Regions from separate parts of the Mus musculus genome. Here region 2 is linked to region 1. Evidence: chromatin contacts called from public Hi-C data. All regions are on one chromosome and are shown on one strand. The core of a region is the stretch at or near the end of the contact, and the rest is flanking DNA. Distances in the headings are between cores, read along the strand shown. Region 1 holds the start of Rrm2 (ribonucleotide reductase M2). Region 2 overlaps Kidins220 (kinase D-interacting substrate 220).

What was found. Hi-C and Micro-C count contacts between places; a contact is called where the count stands out from the background.
Region 2: a contact with region 1 is called in a Hi-C map of cortical neurons, with 3 times the contacts expected there. The contact joins the enhancer-like site here to the promoter of Rrm2 in region 1. A contact is called at or near these places in 2 of 39 promoter capture datasets (embryonic stem cells and maxillary cranial neural crest), 1 of 15 datasets of contacts at CTCF or cohesin (embryonic stem cells), 2 of 484 Hi-C or Micro-C datasets (cortical neurons and embryonic stem cells), 5 of 115 datasets of contacts at active chromatin or transcription factors (embryonic stem cells, extraembryonic endoderm stem cells, fetal liver and 1 more) and 3 of 9 other capture datasets (adipose tissue, embryonic stem cells and pancreatic islet).

What each region holds. Positions count from the first base shown.
Region 1 is chr12:24,705,124-24,709,669 of GRCm38.p6, forward strand. Rrm2 (ribonucleotide reductase M2) reads left to right here and starts at 3,131. Exons shown (of 10, transcript NM_009104.2): 1 at 3,131-3,322; 2 at 3,437-3,511; 3 at 3,816-3,962; 4 at 4,202-4,318. The coding sequence starts at 3,224.
Region 2 is chr12:25,019,451-25,024,730 of GRCm38.p6, forward strand. The region is part of intron 22 of Kidins220 (kinase D-interacting substrate 220); the gene reads left to right. Among named protein-coding and RNA genes, the nearest start is that of Gm36236, 46 kb to the left of the region's middle. Within about 2 kb of position 1,796, at least 10 of the 459 cell types and tissues checked have an H3K27ac peak or open chromatin away from gene starts, as enhancers often do. A contact at or near this core is called in cortical neurons, where this site is marked.

The sequences.
Region 1 (4,546 bases), core at 1,881-4,380:
CAGTACCAACATGTTAACTCCAGTTCCAGAGGACCCAACACCTTCTTCTGGCCTCTTCAGACATACATACAGGCAGGCAAAACTCTCATACACACAAAATAAAATAAAACAAAATACAAAGTAAATGGTCTGTAAGCTGGACTTGGTGGTGTACCTTTGATCCCAGGAGTCAGAGATAAGCAGACCTCTGTGAGCTCAAGGTCAGCCTGGTCTATACAATGAATTCTAGGCTAGCCAGGGCAACATAGTAAGATGCTGTTTTGTTTTGTTTTTTTTTAAGAAAAAAAAAAAAAAGCAAATTGTAGATGATACCTTCTCACTACTCAGCGTTTGAACAGCTGACCCTAAAACTAAAGCTGTTCTCTAACATCCCAGCGCCGTATTTATACCTAACTAACGTTTCTCAGTATCATATAATACTATTCAGTTGTGAAAGGAATGCAAGTTGCCAAGATCAAACTGGGGCTGCTTGTGTCAGCCCTAACCAGTCAATAAAGCCAGGAGGTTAAGAAGGAAGGGCTGGGGCTGGTACAGCGAGTGCCGCCAGAACCACAGAGGCTTGCACAGAGAGCACCCCTGCAAGCACGTCCGCCCCACGTGTTCAGCCTTGGACTGTTAGTCACTCTGGCCATGGATCGTTATCTTAATAATGTGTGGTGGTGCCCTAGGAAAATGATGTTGGGTCTCCTGGAACTACAATTTTGGATGGTTGTGAGCCATCAAGTGGGTGATAGGAACCTTTGAGGGAGCAAGTTTTTCTCAACTACCCAAGCCAACTATTCTGCTTCCTAAATTCTTTCTTATTTATTGATTTATTTGGAGGCCAAGTCTCATTATACAGCCTCAGATGACCTGGAGCTCACTATGTAGACCAGGCTGGCCTCCAAATCATGACTTGCTTCTGCCTGCTAGTGCTGAGTCGAGAGGCGTGGCGCCTGCTGTTTACTCTTTCTGTACGCTGGGAACATTCCTAATTGCTGGGATTAAGAGCAAGTGCCACCACCTCGGGCACAGGTCACTTTCAAGTACTGGGAAGAAAGCAATGAATTTCGCACATGTGTAGAAGGGAGTGAAGCAACTGCAAGTTGGAGACAGCAAATGGACACTGGTGGGCGAACCCTGGGGAGTTCTCTTTTCCTTGCTTTCTTTTTTATATTTTTTGGGATATATGTAGTCCTGGCTGTCCTGGAACTCATTTATATAGACCAGGGTGGCCTCAAACTCAAAAGATCTGCCAGCTTCTGCCTCACAGATGCTAAGATTAAAGACCAGGGCCATCATGCCCTGCTCGGTTTTTCCGTATGTTGGGAACATTACTAATAAAAAGGTGCGAGTGTCTGACAAGATGTCTCAGCAGCCAACCCTAACCTCATAAATTCCACCCCTGTGACCCCACAGAATACAAGAGAACCAACTTCCATAAGTGGGCCTCTGACCTTCGCACTACACCCTCGTCTCACACAAAATTAATTTAAAAAGAAGAAAGAAAAGGAGTTAGCAAGGGTCTAAAGTTGTGGGACCTTGGGTAGTTTCCAGGTCCCTCAGGCCTTTACTTCAGTTACCTATAAAACAGGCCTAAAAATACCCGTTTTCCCTTTCCATCTGGATTAAACATGTATATGATGATCAAGCTGTACAGGGACTGTGAGTGCTGACAGCTGAGAGGATTTGGCGGGGAAACGCTGGATGCCTGCGGGGACTCGGTTTCCACATCTAAGGTCACCTGAAAGCGGACTTGCCCTTGAGTGACCGCAGCGCGCGCGGGCCGGTGGGGCTGGGAATCTTGAAGTTGAACCAACCAATCACAGAGCAGAGGTTAAAAACCGCGCCAGAAGCAAAAGCGCTCAGCTCCTGACAGGTCCCGGTACAGGGGAACCTAGGCGGGGCTGCCCACTAAGCTCAGCCTGCTTGGCGGGAGGAAGAGGCGTTTGGAGGAGGTTGTGAGCAGGGAGAAGAGAATGGCGGCGACCTTCTCCTTCCCTCAGTGGTCGAGTGTTATTTTAGTAGCCAGACCTCATTTGTACTGAGTACACCAGGAGCTAGAGGAGCCAAAGGCAAACCCCTCGGATAACGGAGGAATGGAATGTGAATTAGAAATTATATGTTAAAAAAAAGAACTGACAATTTTGCTAGAGGTGATTTAAAATATTTATCGATATGGCCCAGTTAGCTTAGCATGGAAGAAGTCCTGGGTTTTGTCCCCAGCATCAATAAATTGTGCAGCGGTGGATGCCGCCTGCTTTAACTTTGAGCTGCCACATGGTGTTCAGAGATTTTTTACAGCATCTACAGTGAGAGAACTTAGGACACAAGCAGAGGGGAGCCTCCCCTCGTCCTCTTTTAAAATATTTGACCTGGGAGAGTCAGTGGAGCCTTCCCAGGTTCCACGTTTTTCCCCGGGATCTCAGTGTCCCATCTCAGCGCTTTATCTCTGGTATCTTGGACCCCGTAGGGCAAATCAGAAAGATGGAAACTTGAGTTCTTGTCTCCACCCTCACCACAGGAATTTGCAGATTCGTCTTTAGACTACTGGACGCCCAGAGTCGTAAAATGAATGTATGACTCGTCACCATCCTGTGAGCTTCCTGGAATTTGTAATCGTCTGGCAGCTTTTAAACTAATTGGGACAGAGGGGACAGGGGTCTGACAGGAGGGGCAGGGTAGAAAAGGAACCCAAGGCTGCATCCGTACCCCTTCATGAGTTTGAAGACAGCTTTTTAGGGAACCCTAGTTTGAGGACCCCCTTAATCCCACAAGGCCGGTGCGATTGCTCGGGACCCCGAATCTCTTTAAGAAACCAGGGTCCCCCGCACCCCTCTACTTGGGACATGAAGACAGTCAAGGCGACGTGTCCCAGAGGCCAGCAGCGTCACTCCACCCTTGGCACCAACCTCAGCGGCAACGCCCGCCCGGCGACCCCCTGCGCGCTCAATCCCCAAGGCTCTCGCAATCCTAACCGGTTCCGGCCCCGCGAGCGCCCGCGCACCCGGCCGGCGCAGGCTCCTTAAAGGTCTTTGTGCGGAAGGCCTGCGGCGCAACTCAAATCTCCCGCGCTGGGCGGCGAGCGGGGTCAGCGGCGTCCAATGGGAGGCGAGGCCACGCCCCCTCGGAGCGCGCGGTTGGGTGGCTCTTTAAAGGGCGCGGGCGCTGGCAGTCGGCGGTGCACCGGATTCCAGCTGTTTTCGCCTGCTCCTCGCCGTCTCCGCCGCTGCCCTCGTTCGCCATGCTCTCCGTCCGCACCCCGCTCGCCACCATCGCTGACCAGCAGCAGCTGCAGTTGTCGCCGCTGAAGCGACTCACCCTGGCTGACAAGGAGAACACGGTGAGGGCGGCCCAGGTGCCGGCTGGGTTGGATGTGCACTGGCAGGTCGTGGGTTCCCGGACCCGGGAGGGTGGAGGGTGCCTACCGCCATTCACCACGCGTGTCCCCCTACAGCCCCCGACTCTCAGCAGCACCCGCGTCCTGGCCAGCAAAGCTGCGAGGAGAATCTTCCAGGACTCCGCCGAGCTGGTGAGTGGCCCGTGTGGGGCTGAGGTGGGTCGCTTAGGCTCCCAGTAGAGGGCGCCCGCTCGTTGGCGCTAAATCTGCATTGTCCCAGCTGAATTATTTGACTCTTCTTTCCCGCCAAAGTGTCTCCTCAGAATGTCCTACTCGGGTCGGCCTATGGTAATAGTAGAGTGCAGCGTGACAGCTAAGCACACGAGATTACCAATCGTTGAAAGTACTCGATCTGATGAGACACTGGCTAGCAGTTTCCTGCGGTTCGGTTGGCATTTGGGGGTTGGTTCACTTGGCACTCTCTCTCATCCAACAGGAAAGTAAAGCGCCTACTAACCCCAGCGTTGAGGATGAGCCGTTACTGAGAGAAAACCCCCGCCGCTTCGTTGTCTTTCCCATCGAGTACCATGATATCTGGCAGATGTACAAGAAAGCCGAGGCCTCCTTTTGGACTGCCGAGGAGGTAATCGTTCAGGACTTGCTGTGTGTCAGAAGGCTCCCGCATGGCCGTCACAACTTTTTGCCCTTGGGAATGGTAGCTCACTGAGATATTGGGTGTTCCCTGAAACAAAGGGAATAATGGATGTGAAGAATTCGGTAATGAGATGGTTTGGGGGACTTCAGTTTTAAAGTGTGTGTGTATGAGAGAGAGAAAGAGAGAGAGACCTACAGACCTGCTAATCGTGAACTTCTAAACTTCAGGTGGACCTTTCCAAGGATATTCAGCACTGGGAAGCTCTGAAACCCGATGAGAGACATTTTATATCTCACGTTCTGGCTTTCTTTGCAGCGAGTGATGGCATAGTCAATGAGAACTTGGTGAGTTGGCATGAAATACCCATAATTCACTTAGATCCAGAACTGGTTCCTGGCTCTCTATCTTTTGCCCTGAAGCGGGGCTGGAGGGATAGATGACTGACTCCAGTCTCCGCTCTGGTTAACACACTTCCTGCTTGGGCGGAAGACCCAGGTTCTGTTATGAGTTACCCCTGTTGGACTGCTTCCCATCTGCTGGTGAGCTCCTCTCACCAAGGCAACTCTGACCTT
Region 2 (5,280 bases), core at 546-3,045, 310 kb after region 1:
TAGATCTATACCAACACAAACATAGTTTTTCCAAACTCTGTGTGGGAAATTACACATACCATATCATTTGCCCCTAAATGCTTGATCTTTCAGGACTTATATATAGCCTGATTGAAAATAAAGCATAGCTGGACATGGTGGTGCACGCCTTTAATCCCAGCATTTGGGAGGCAGAGGCAGGCGGATTTCTGAGTTCGAGGCCAGCCTGGTCTACAGGGTGAGTTCCAGGACAGCCAGGGCTATACAGAGAAACCCTGTCTCGAAAATAACCAAAAAAAAAAAAAAAAAAAAGAAAAGAAAGTAAAGCAAAGCATGCATATTTGGAACAAATAGACAGGGAAGGAAAGATGGCTTAAAAAATTAGCCAGCTAAGTCATTTTCTGGGCAGAAGGAGACTTTTTAGTCTACTGCTCTTTGGTGAGAGACAATTGCTTGGTGTTTTATTTCTTATGCTTTTTTTAGGGAAGAAAGATTTATTTTGGTTCATGGTTGTAGTCTGTTGTGTTGTGAGAGCATAAAGGACTAGAAACTCACGGGATGCCAGCCAGAAGACAGAGAGAATGTCAGTGTTTGCAGGCTTGCTTCTCTTCCCACTTTTTATTCTGCCTGCACCTGCAGCCTGTAGGGGATGCTGCTGCCTGTATGGGTGTCCAGCCCTTGTGAACCTGGTATTTAGCAAGTCTCTAAGCCATTACCTTCCATTTCCACCCCTCAAAGGCCTGGCTCATCATGCAAAATGCGTTCAATTCATCTGTCCTTAACCTTAACAGTTCCAGTATTGTTCAGTAGTTGAAGTTAAGTATGTCTTTCGAGACACGAGACAAACTCTTAGCTGTGAACCCTTGCAATATCAAAAAGAAAATGACCTATTTCCAGATTACAGTGGCACAGAGTAAAGATTTCCCTTCCCAAAGCAAGGGAAGGGCTTAGAACACAGGGATAGGACAAAACCAAAGCCCAGAAGGGCAGACATTAGATTCTGTAGATCTGGTTCAGGCATCTGCTGTCTTTTTGTTTTGTTTTGTTTGTTTGTTTGTTTTTGAGACAGGGTTTCTCTGTATAGCCCTGGCTGTCCTGGAACTCACTTTGTAGACCAGGCTGGCCTCGAACTCATAAATCCGCCTGCCTCTGCCTCCCAAGTGCTGGGATTAAAGGTGTGCACCACCACACCCAGCCGCATCTGCTGTCTTGATGTGAGAAGCCAACAGGCGTAGGATTCTTGTCTCTATAGCTTTGAAAACGTCGCCCAGTGGCCTTTCTTGGGATTGCTTGGTTTATTGCCTGCAGCTTCCCTCAAGCTATGTCCCAGGTAGCAGGAGCATTTAACTTCCTTAGCTGCTTTTGTGTCTTTAGCTCTACATTCATGATTGATGCATTGTTTCCTGCATTCACACCAACCCTGCCATACTTTGCCTGTCTTCCTAGGGTTTTCTGAAAAAATCTCATGCTTAGTGTCCTTGACCCTGTAACATTTACATTCTGCATGTCTGCAAACCCAGTGTCAGATCAGATAGGTGACACTGAAACTAAGTTAACTAAGTGAGCCCGCAGCCCCATGCTCAGTGCTCACTGCCCTTGTTCCCATCCACATTCCGGTGCCTCGAGTTCCTCCTGGAATAGCCCACCAGCTCTACTTAGGGCATCCTGGAGCCTCTCCAGCTTACAGCCCCAGCTTCTCCAGCTTCTCCCTGCAGACCTGGCCTCAGGTTTCTTACGGATGGCCAGAGCAGTCTCTCTACTTGTCTCGCACTCACTCTCTGTGTGTGTTAGACTTTCAGTGTGGCGACTGCAGCTAAGGACAGAATGGTTATATTTAGCTCATGCTTTCAAAGGTTTGCTGTGCTGAGGAAAGCCTGGGTGAGCAGAGCTGCTTTCATTGTGGCAGACAAGAAGCAGAGAAAGAATTGCTCATCGGGGCTGGTGAGATGGCTCAGTGGGTAAGAGCACCTGACTGCTCTACCGAAGGTCCAGAGTTCAAATCCCAGCAACCACATGGTGGCTCACAACCATCCGTAACGAGATCTGATTCCCTCTTCTGGAGTGTCTGAAGACAGCTACAATGTACTTCCATATAATAAATAAATAAATCTTAAAAAAAAAAAAAAAGAATTGCTCATGCTTTGCTGGAAATTTAAAGTTTGCATTGTATACAGATCGCATCATCTGAATCTCATAGGTAGTTCTGAAATTTTTTTCAATTTTCAATTGAAATATGTCTTGTAGGCAAGAAAGATTCTTAAATTGAGATGTGGTGACACATGCTTTTAATCCCAGTGCTTAGGAGGCAGAGGCAGAGGCAGATGGATCTCTGTGAGTTCGAGGCCAACATGATCTACAGAGAAACCCTGTCTCTGGGTAGGGCTGGGGGAGGGGAGAGAGGAACACTTGCATGCTGTTTAAAGATAATAGCAATTATTGTACCCTTTTATGAAGAAAATAAAATATTGTAAAATAATTATTTGGGGGGTGGGAAATGTTTTTTTTAAATCATAATGAATATAAATTATAGTGAATTTTTATAGGGGAATATTTTATTTTGATCGTATCAATATAGGATAATTTATATTAGAGGCAAAATGAGACCATGTCAACTTTCTTTTGTGATTTAGCCAACCTATCACTTTAGCCCTCAGCCCTGCTGGTCTTGCTGTCTGAGAGGAGACTGATGTAGCGTGACTCTGAGGTGCTTGTCTTTTTAACTATGCCTTATATGCCTATAAATACTTACAGAGGACATTTGTAGTTATCCAGCAAAGAGAAAGAGATAGTGTAGAAAGCAATCTGAAAATCATAAGGGATTTTATTTAAAATACATAAAATAATTGGCAACGAACAACTGTAGGAAGACAGTTTGCTCAGCTTATTGAGAACCCGTCTTTTACTTTAGCAATTTAGATGTCTGTTTGCATTTACCCATACTCAGTTCTTTGGTGCTTGTCATTTGAATAATAAAAAGTTTTATTTACAGCTGACAAAAAGCAGCAGTATATAATTGATATTCATTTGTTTTATTAAAGAAATCTGATTTGGTAAAAACAATCGGAAAATAGTATTTTTAACGCTAGTAGTAAAATTTATTTTTTTAATCCATAAAAAGCCTCATTTATTTTTATAGCAATTTGATGACACATCTGCTTGCTTTATTCAGCTGAAAAAGAAAATGTTGGTTCTTGGTGTTTGGTAAAATTGCTTTGTTAAATTATTTTCTAAATTGTTCAACTTTTAACAAATGACATTTGATACTAACACTGGAAAGCAATTTCAGCTAATTAAGTAGATCCCTCTATAAACCATTGGAACATTAAGATGACATACTGTTCATTCAAGATTATTTTAATTGGTACAATTATTGTAATTTTCTTGCAATTATGTGTTGAGCTAAAAGCTTTTGTCTAGATCATTTGAGGGTTTTTTTGTTAACATACATTTAGTAAGAAGAAAGAAAGTTAAATAAAAACTGTAGATAAAGATTTTCTGTCTACCTTTTAGTGCAGCATTTTAGACAATCATTGAAGTGTTTTAGTATAAAAGTTTATTTCTGGTATTTTAGACACTTAAAGCAATGATAGAGACTTTGAAAAGATCAATTCAAATAGTTTTCATGAAGATAATACTTTAAATTTCTGTTTTGACATTGCTCAAGCCATGATTTTCTCAAGAAGATATGGTCAGCAGAACTTTGTGTGAGAGGCAGCATGCTTTTGATAGTCTTGGATTCTTAAAATGAATTGAATGGGTTTTAAGGAGGTAAAGAATGATGGCCACTTTCTGTCTCACAGAAACAGCTGTTTGCCGAGTAACCTTGGACATTACCATATGATAGTTATGGATCTATCTGATATCTTTTAAGTTATTCAGTCATATCTTAGCAAATATATCATATATTCATTTCTTATACGCAACAAAAGCTGTCAAAAGCTTAATTGATTTCATCTAACCTCCCTAGTTCTCCTCAGAGCTTAGCAATCTCCTTCCTGTTTCCTCCTTCCCATTGCCACCTGTCATCCCTTGGATGACTTACACAGCCTTTTGAAACCCTTCACCTGTGATTGTCCTTACACAAGCCTGTGAGCTGCATGACCCTCCTTGCTGTACAGATATGTCTTTTGTACTGATACTTATTTTCTTAGAGATTCTAGGAATATCTATTTAAAACATTATTTCATGCATGCTATTAAGGTGTTTTTTTATGTATAGCTTTGAATTTTACTAAGAGTCTATATTCTTGATATGGTAGGACTTCTTAGAGATTTTGATGTTGCCATCATTCATGATTTATTAAATTATTATCTTGTACATAATTATTTTCATAAGCATAGCTCTAGATATTCCCAACACACATTTGCTCAGAATGTAGAGGTTAAATATTTCTTTGTTTGTGAAAGAGATTAATCTAGTTCTTTGCAAAAATCATCTTATAAGAGAGAAAACTAAGTATGTTTTCACTGGAATAAAGACTCCGAGACTATAACAGAAGTCTTTCTTTAGATAAAATAAGGAACACTAGCAGGGTAGGTGAGTGTGACGTGAGAATTAACCCTGCAAACTGTACAGTGAGGTAGGGCATTGACAGTTGCATGCAAACTTCTGATTTTCCATTGTTCATTTATATTTTTGATAGAAATTAATTGGCAAATCCAGATTTATTTATTTATTTATTTGTGATTTTCAAGACAGGGCTTCTCTGTGTAGCTCTGGCTGTACTGGAACTCATTCTGTAGACCAGGCTGGCCTCAGACTCAGTGATCCACAGGCTTCTGCTTCCTGAGTGCTGCGATTAAAGCATGTGGCTGTTATATCCAGATTTTTACAGATAAATAAAAGTGAAGGGCAGAATTTTTCAAACATCCATTTATTTTTATATTATGTATTTGAGTGCTTGCCTGCATGTGCATGTCTGTGTGACACATGCATGCAGTGCCCTCAAAAGCAGAGTCCTCCGGAACTGGAATTATAGATGGTCGTGAGCCACCTTGTAGGTTCTGGGAATAAAACCCAGGTCCTCTGGAAGAACAGCAGTGCTCTTAACTGTTGAGCTCTCTCCAGTCTGGAAGAAGTTTTGAAATTTATTTTTGATGCACTTGGAAAACATACCTACTATCATTGTTTGTAGAAAAGAAAAACGGAGAGAAATTAGCTAGGCAGGTTGGGTCAGTCTTGAATTATCTGTTATTGTGTTCTGCCTCTTATTTGTTCTGTTATTGCTACTGGATTTGTAGCCAATTAAAGGGTGTGAGAGAAATTACTGGAGAAAAAAAAACCAAGGTAAAATTTGTTGTT